Linked DNA regions of Arachis hypogaea: region 1 is linked to region 2. The links are chromatin contacts, called in public Hi-C maps. All regions are on one chromosome and are shown on one strand. The core of a region is the stretch at or near the end of the contact, and the rest is flanking DNA. Distances in the headings are between cores, read along the strand shown. Region 1 holds the start of LOC112796316 (transcription factor bHLH148). Region 2 has its middle 26 kb from the start of LOC112799288.

Region 1 (3,968 bases), core at 580-3,079, 110 kb before region 2:
ATGGTATCAGAGTCGGAGTCTGAATCGATGTGATAGCGAGGGCGCTGGGCTCCCTTAGGGGGGTGGATTGTAAGGTCCCACATTCGGTTGGGGAGGGAAACGAAGCATGCCTTATAAGGGTGTGGATACCTCTCCCTAGCATGAGGCATTTTCTTCGAAATTAGTGTCAAAATTCTCGTTTCAATGAGCTCTACCCTAATTTGATATAATATTCGTATTTCTAATCTTCCTTATTAAAAACTAATTTATTGACTAATTATATACTAATTTAACCAGGGTTTATATCCTATCCACCTAATAAAGAATTTTGCCCTCAAAATTCAAATTCAGTTACCTGAAAAGAGATGTGGGTAGTTCTTTCGCATATCTGATTCGAGTTCTCAGGTATGTTCCTCGATACCAGCTCGACTTCAAGCTATTTTTACCAATGATACTTCCTTTTCGCGTAACCGTTTAACACTGATGTCATCAATTCTCACCAGAGTTACTGGAAGTGTTAGATCTTCTCTTATTTGGATTGGTTCCGGTTTTAAAACATGACTTGCGTCAGGAGTATACTTCCGAAGCTATGACACATGAAACACATCGTGTAAATTTGAAAGATACGGTGGTAAGGAAATTCAATAAGCCACTGGCCCAATTCTCTTCAGGATCTCAAACGCCAGCCTGTGACCCAAATGGGGGCAACTAAGGTGATGGAACAGGTGCTTCGGCTTGCTAGGTTGGGCTTGCAAAGAGCAAACTGTTGGCCTACCCACTCCAAGTTGAGAGTTGGGCCCGGTAGTCTGGGCGAAGGCCTAGGCCCCTCGGCTCCTAGAATGGAGGACAAAACCGTGAGGCCTTATGTGCCAAAGTGGAAAATATCGTTCTAACGAGTGGTCTAGACTGTTACAGATGGTATCAGAGACAGAGCCTGGATCGATGTACCAGCGAGGGCGCTGGGCTTCCTTAGGGGGGTGGATTGTAAGGTCCCACATCGGTTGGGGAGGGGAACGAAGCATGCCTTATAAGGGCGTGAATACCTCTCCCTAGCATGATGCGTTTTGACGAGTGAGTGTGGGGGGGTTTCGGCTATCATCCCTATTTTCAAAGGCAAAACCGTGAAGCCTTACGTGCAAAAGCGGACAATATCGTGCTAGCGGGTGGTTTGGGCTGTTACAACGATCCCCTCTGTTTAGGACGCTCAGCGGCCAACCTCCCCCTCTGTTCAGTTGTCTCTCTTCCGCAGTTAACGTGCACCAGCAATCTCTATGTCTCAGCTCAGCAACCTCTATGTCTCAGTTCAGCCATCAATCACGACCCAGCCGTGACAGCGCTTCTCCAATCGACCAACCTCTCAGTCAAGCAGTTCTTCCAGATTCATCCGGTTGAAGCTTTTTTTTATTGTTAAAATGTTATCAAATTAGTTCTGTTGTGGAACATTTAATTTCATTATAGGTGCTAATTTGTCCTTAATTTTTTGTGATTCTTAATTCTTTTTATTTTATTCTAGTTCATTGTTTATTTTGCTAGTCTTCTGAATTACTATTTTGATTTTGAATGTTGGACTATGTTATATTTAATATAAATTATTTAAAAAAAAAAAGAGAAGGCGAGCTGGCCTACTAACTTGTTATTCTGCCTTTTAACGAAGCGAAATAACAAGTTTAACCTATATCACTTTAGCAGAATGAGCCAATCCGTCCTATTTTATAAAGAACTTTGGCGGGGCAAAAGCAAGCTGACCCACTTTACTATCCTTACATTTAGATTATATATATGAGTAAAATCTACTGTTAATCTAATATTAATAATAAAATAGATATACAAATGAAAAATAATTCTTTAAATATACAAATTTTTTTTATCAAACAAGTCAAGTCAACCCATAGTTTATCATCCGAGCTATTTACACCTTAGTGTATAATAAATAGATGAACTTGTTTCACTAAATCCAATTATAGTTGGTCAAGTGTGATTAAGCTTTAAACATTTAAATCTTAGTTTTAATTAATCTAAATTATTAACAAGAATATGAAAGGGAAAGGGGGTGTTGTGAGTCCCTATTATATAAGTGTCCCCCACCATTAGTCTCTCCCCTTCAACCTCCATTGAAGGGACACCTCACCCACCCCCTCCATCCTTAGCTTCTTCAACCCCGTTCCCGTTCCGTTCTTCTCTCCACCACCTTCTTCTTTTTTTCCGTTTTCTTTCGTCCTTTTTCCAATCCAATATAAATTAAATAAATTTCCCCAATTTTCCCTTTTCCTTTAAATAGAAATCTCAAAAACATAGAAGCTTTAACTTCCTCTCTCTCACAAACACAAACCATGAAACTCAATTCAGAGATGGGTTCATCATCTCTGATTCCAACAGCACTCACCTCTACCCCATCACGTGACTCGCACGTGCACAACCACAACAAGAAGAAAAAGCCTCATTCCAAGAACCACAAACAGAAGAACAACCGCCAAGTCAACAAATGGAAATCCCAAACACAACAAAACCTCTACTCCACCAAACTCCGGCAAGCCCTCGCCGGATCCACCCTCTCGGGCGGCGGTAAATCCATCCGCGAAACCGCCGACAGAGTTCTTGCCAGCGCCGCAAGAGGTAGAAGCCGGTGGAGCCGCGCCATACTCACGAACCGGCTCAAGCTGAGCTTCATGAAGAACAAGATAAAGAAGAAGAAGAAAAGAGTGGGACCGGTGGTCAGGTCGAGAAGAACAAGAACCCGGTTGAACGTGGTTCGATTGAAGGTAAAGACAGTTCCGGCGGTTCAGAAGAAAGTGAGGTTGTTGGGAAGGTTGGTTCCTGGTTGCAGGAAGGAACCTCTTCCGGTGATTCTAGAAGAAGCCATTGATTATATACCTGCTCTTGAGATGCAGGTTCGCGCCATGACTGCTCTCGCTAACTTGTTGTTAGCGAATTCTTCTTCTTCTCCTTCTTCTTCTTCTTCTTCTTCTTCTTCTTCTTCCTCCGGTCATGCTCCTCCCACCTGAGATTCTCATGATCATCACACCCTCCCCTTTTCAGTTTGTAATTTTTTTATTTAAAAAATTATTGGTTTCTGTGTCGTGTCGTGTGCGTGTGTGTTAATAACATGTATGTATGTATGTATATGTCTTTTTTTTCTTTAAAAAAAATGAAGTAAATGATTAATCTGATAATAGTATAATACTACTTGGCTTGAAATTAAACATGTTTATAAGAATGTTAAATGGGTGACATGAGGTGAGTTAACAACAATTAAATAATTTTATATTTAAAAAAAAACAATTATTACTAAACAAGGTGCATGATAATTATTACTTTTGGTTAATTACATAGGTATACATATATACAAGCTTTTCTGCAATAATAATATATCATTTTTTTTTAAATTTATTGAGGTGATTATGTGTTGAATCTTGGTTATCGATATATCTTGTTATTATTTTGATCTTGTTAATTTGTCCCCGTAAAATCTTGTTTTGGTTTTCAATCGCTTGCATCCCATTGATTTAGTCAAACACAAATTAAAATCCACTAAGGTGTATTATATTATCGTTTAATGTGATGAAGGATTAAGCAAAGGATTAGTATCTACTAACTTAAATGCATGCTTATGAATTTTGTCCTTAAGCAAAATCAGTTCAAAATGCATGGGTGATGGTGTAAATAACAGTAGGGTTTCTGCTTCAAAATGGGTGCACGGCATCTTCTTAATTTCATGATTGGTCTGATCCTTTGTCGTATGATATATGGTCATAAATTCAATTAATGAGATTCTGGAACTGAAACTCAAACTGAACAAAACACAAACTACACGCACATGCATGTGATGCGCTTTCTTAGGGAATGAGTGGATTCAATTCTAGCCTTTATCATCATGGTGCTATTGCTCATTTTAGGTAGAAACTGAGGTACAGTTAATTTTACGTGAAGTTGATATTTAAAAACTATTAGATGATTTAATTAAATTTTCAGTTAACGACTTTTAAACATCA
Region 2 (4,173 bases), core at 742-3,241:
TATACCTTATTCGATTTAATAAGGAACAAATGCATATCATTAAATCGAATTGGGTAAATTTGATTTACTTAGTATACGTGTTCTATATAACTAGGGTCAGAACGTGGAGTGTTCAATTGAGGGTAAATTGATAATGGCTAGTGAAGAGAGTTTTCTAGTTCTTGTGTACTTCAAAGGAATTATTAAGAAAAAAATGCAACCAGGAATAAGGTTTACTGATAAAGATCCGTTAAGCGTCTTTCTCAGACCTTCTATGAACCTTGTTGATAGGGATCTGTTGTTCGCGATGGGAAGAAATATGACTCGTTTGTGATAGACAATGACGAGAATTTGCAAGTTTTATTTCACCGTCGTCTGCATTTTATTTCACCTTCATTGTCTACGTCGTGAGGAAGGTGACTAAATGTCTATTAAACCAAATTAAATTAAATTGTAACAGTACATAATTAATCTAATATTCAATACATAAACTATAAAAACAAACTAAATTAAATTATATTAATTTAAACACTAACATTTAAGTGTTAAATTACATTAACTTTAAATAAACTAAAATAAATTAAATTCACCAAAAAATTTTCTAAACTCAAACTAAATTAATTTTAACTAAAATAAAAATAAATTAAATTACTGCTCGTTAACCTGATCTTTAGGAATTAAATTAAATTTAAAAAATTAAGCTAATTTAAATTCTTGCTAAATTTCTGCTAACATTCAAAACCTACATTAATAAATCCTAAACTCCCAAAAAACCTTTAATCTAATTAATTACTACTCTAACTAAGCATCGTTTAACACTATTTCATCTTATATTTGTACTATTAAAATTCTAACAAATATTAAATCACTTGCAAAACTACCATCTGTAGTTTAAAAATATCAACAATGTACATAATGAAATTCTAAACGACTTAACATAAAAAATTACTATTTATTTTGTAAAGATATTTAATTTTGGAAACTACCCTCTTCATGGATAGAACCAGCAATATGGGCGGCGCATCTAACCAATAGATACTATTCGGGTCATCTTCCATTCTGCAGTCAGAATCTCAGGGTGTTTTTGGGTAAAATTTTTTTCTAAAAGGAGGTGAAATATAATTCGAAGCATGTGACTTCAAATGCTTTATATATAGATATACACTGAATAAATCGAAGCACCCTACTTCGATTTACCAATATCCATAGTTCCAAGTAAATCGAAACAGCCTATTTCGATTTACTAATGCCGAATTTCAATCTATCCAATTTAAATTACTATGAAAAAAAAATTATGAATGTAATTCAAAGTCCATAGATTTAATTTATCATGAATATACTTCAAACCATATTAAATCGATTCAAACTCATTTGATTTAGTTAAAATCCTAATGGTTTAAATTCTGTTGATTTGATTTATTATTAAAATAGCTAAACTGAATTAACCTAATTCGATTTACACGAATTTATTTTTGAAAACAATTACGTAACATTTTTTTATTTTAGGAGATTTATGAAAATTTGATTTTCATTTTATTTTTTTAGGTTATTTGCCCTATACGTTGCACTAAATTTATGCATAACTAATACGACCTCTGCTTAAAAAAGGGAAAAAAAAAGGTGACGCTTTAATATATGTTCTGCCATTAGACTCTTACATAATAAAATATGGTTTTTTATTAATTTTGAATACAATGTAATGTACCACGCACTACCACAAGTTTTCTTTTTCGGCCAGACCTTTTTTGTTTTGGTCAAGCTTTTTTGGCCAGACCTTAATGAGTGTCAGCATTAACCATTAAGGTTTGTTATTTTTGGTTGGAAGTGTCACCATTAAGGCTAATCATTAATATCTACCAACCAAAAAGACCACTGTATCGCATGCATTTTGTTTATTTAGTTTTTGGACGAGGTCCAATCCAAAAACATTGGCGGTCATAGTTGTGGGTTTGCATATTATAATGTGATTAGCATTACAATGGGAACTGGGAAGACCCCAAAAGGCCCATTAAAGCCAGCAAGTTTATTCTATCTACTATGGGCCTTAGATAAATGGCCTTTTCACTTTCCTCTCCACCTTCTTTGCTTCATGAATCACACACCCGGGTTTAAATCTTGGTAATGGTGCCAATGAGCCTTGTCTCTAATGGCATATCTTTCCCTCCCTACCTCAAAAGTCTAGGATTCAAACTCTAGAAAATGCAATTGAAAAAAAATATGATAAAATATGTGAGGAGTGTGTGGGTGTGTTGTATACCTAGGATTGGGAATTGTCCAATCCATTGGGGTATCTAGAATTGGGGATTGTCCAATCCACCGACAAAAAAAAAAAATCTTAGTAATGGCTAAATAATAGATAAAATCTTTAAATATGTGTGTAGTTGATGTGTGTAATTATGTGATGTAATACTTAAGATTAGAGACTATTTAATACATCCAACCAAAAAAAAAAAAACATATACTAATTCATCACCTCAAATGTATAGGTCAATTTTATGGTGCTATGAGTTAGTGTCTAAATTTTGCCTAACTTACCTTTTATAGTAAATTTTGATTTTTTAAAAATTATTTATTGTTATATCTTTTAAATTAAATATTATTTTTAACCTTTTTTAGTAAATAAGCACTACCTTTTAGGCACCATAGCATTCACTATATATATATATATATACCCCTCCCAAGAACCCGTCCCGCTAAAAATCTGTCCCGTGCGGGGCGGGTTCTTGGGAGGGGCGGGGGCGGGGTCGGGTTTAGGTAATACCCGTCCCGTTATATATATATAATATATATAATTTTAATATATAATATGTATAATATATGTAAAATAATTAGTAAATGATTAATAATATTGTATCATATTTAAATTTTTACTTTAATTTATGTTATGTATGTGATGATGGTTATATAAATTTTGAAATTTAATTTTATTTATTGGATTTTAATAATTATAGGGGCGAGGCGGGTACCCGCAGGGGCGGGTTAGGGTTTAACATTTTATTATCCGCAGGTAAAAGCGGTGCAGGTTCTATGCGGGTTGTTGTACGGCGGTGCAGGGTCAGGTAGAGCAAAAACCCGCCCTACCCGCCCCGTTGCCACCCCTAATTAACGTCTTAAGGTAGCGTTTGTTTTGAAGTACTGACATAGAGAATGAGAGACTGAGACTTAGTATCATGTTTGTTAGTTCAGAGACCGGTACTAAAATTTTTGTCTCTATTCCCAAAATTTCAGTATTTTAGTACCTCCAAAAAGTAGAAACACAGGGGATTAAAATTTTTAGAGATGGAGACTGATATTTTAATAACATTTTATACCTAAAATACCTTCATTTCAATTAATTAATTCCAATTTTATCCTTTGTACAAATTAAATTAGAATTCCATTATTGTTTTAATTTCTGTCTCACACTTTACACCAAACAGAATACTGAGATTTATTCCAATCTCTGTCTCTTAGTCTTTGTCTCTCAGTCTTAGTCTTTCTGTCTCTATCTCTCCACCAAATACTACGCAAGGGACATGACGTTTTATGTCTAAAAATAAAAGAAAGACATTACTTTTGTGTATGTTTATCTGCTTTTCATTTTTTAAAGAAAAAAAAAAGAAAATAATTATCTTCTTAGTTTATTTTTTTAAGGTAGTTATAAAAGAAGAAATAAAGGCATCAAATTAAATAGAAAAGTTAACAGGTAAAATAATATTGAATAATACTATATAACTAATAAAATTTATTATTTTTTATTAATATTTGACTAATTTTAAATCCTAAATACTAAATTATAAATTCTGAATCTTATACTCTAAATCACAATAGTATACAAAAAAAAAAAAAATACGAATCTAAAATATTGGCTAATATTGATAGAAAATGTTAGAACCTTAATCTTTTTCGTCAAACTATTTAAAACTTTCTTCCACCCATTATAAAACACATTCTTACTCTTTATCTTGTCTCTTTCTTTTTGACTATTTTGCTATTGCATTTTTATAACTTTGTTTACATATCACCTTGAGACAGAAATACAGAGATAACAAGGCAAAGAAAGAGACATTAGAAATAAATAAGAAGAATTCTTTTTATACAATTTTGTTTGATAAAAATAGACATATAATATTTTTTAAGAAAAAGTATATGATTTGTATCCTCATTATCGATGCCAAACCATCATCTACCACTACAAAAAAAATGTTGATTACC

Evidence for each region. A called contact is a pair of places that touch in the nucleus more often than the background predicts.
Region 1: a Hi-C map of leaf shows a contact between it and region 2, with 8 times the contacts expected there. The contact joins the promoter of LOC112796316 here to the enhancer-like site in region 2. A contact is called at or near these places in 5 of 8 Hi-C or Micro-C datasets (leaf and an unstated tissue).

Annotation. Positions count from the first base shown.
Region 1 is chr4:12,859,773-12,863,740 of arahy.Tifrunner.gnm2.J5K5, reverse strand. LOC112796316 (transcription factor bHLH148) reads left to right here and starts at 1,829. Exons shown (of 1, transcript XM_025838696.3): 1 at 1,829-3,149. The coding sequence starts at 2,310. The coding sequence ends at 2,981.
Region 2 is chr4:12,753,424-12,757,596 of arahy.Tifrunner.gnm2.J5K5, reverse strand. No RefSeq gene overlaps it. Among protein-coding and RNA genes, the nearest start is that of LOC112799288, 26 kb to the left of the region's middle. Within about 2 kb of position 1,991, at least 3 of the 3 cell types and tissues checked have open chromatin away from gene starts, as enhancers often do.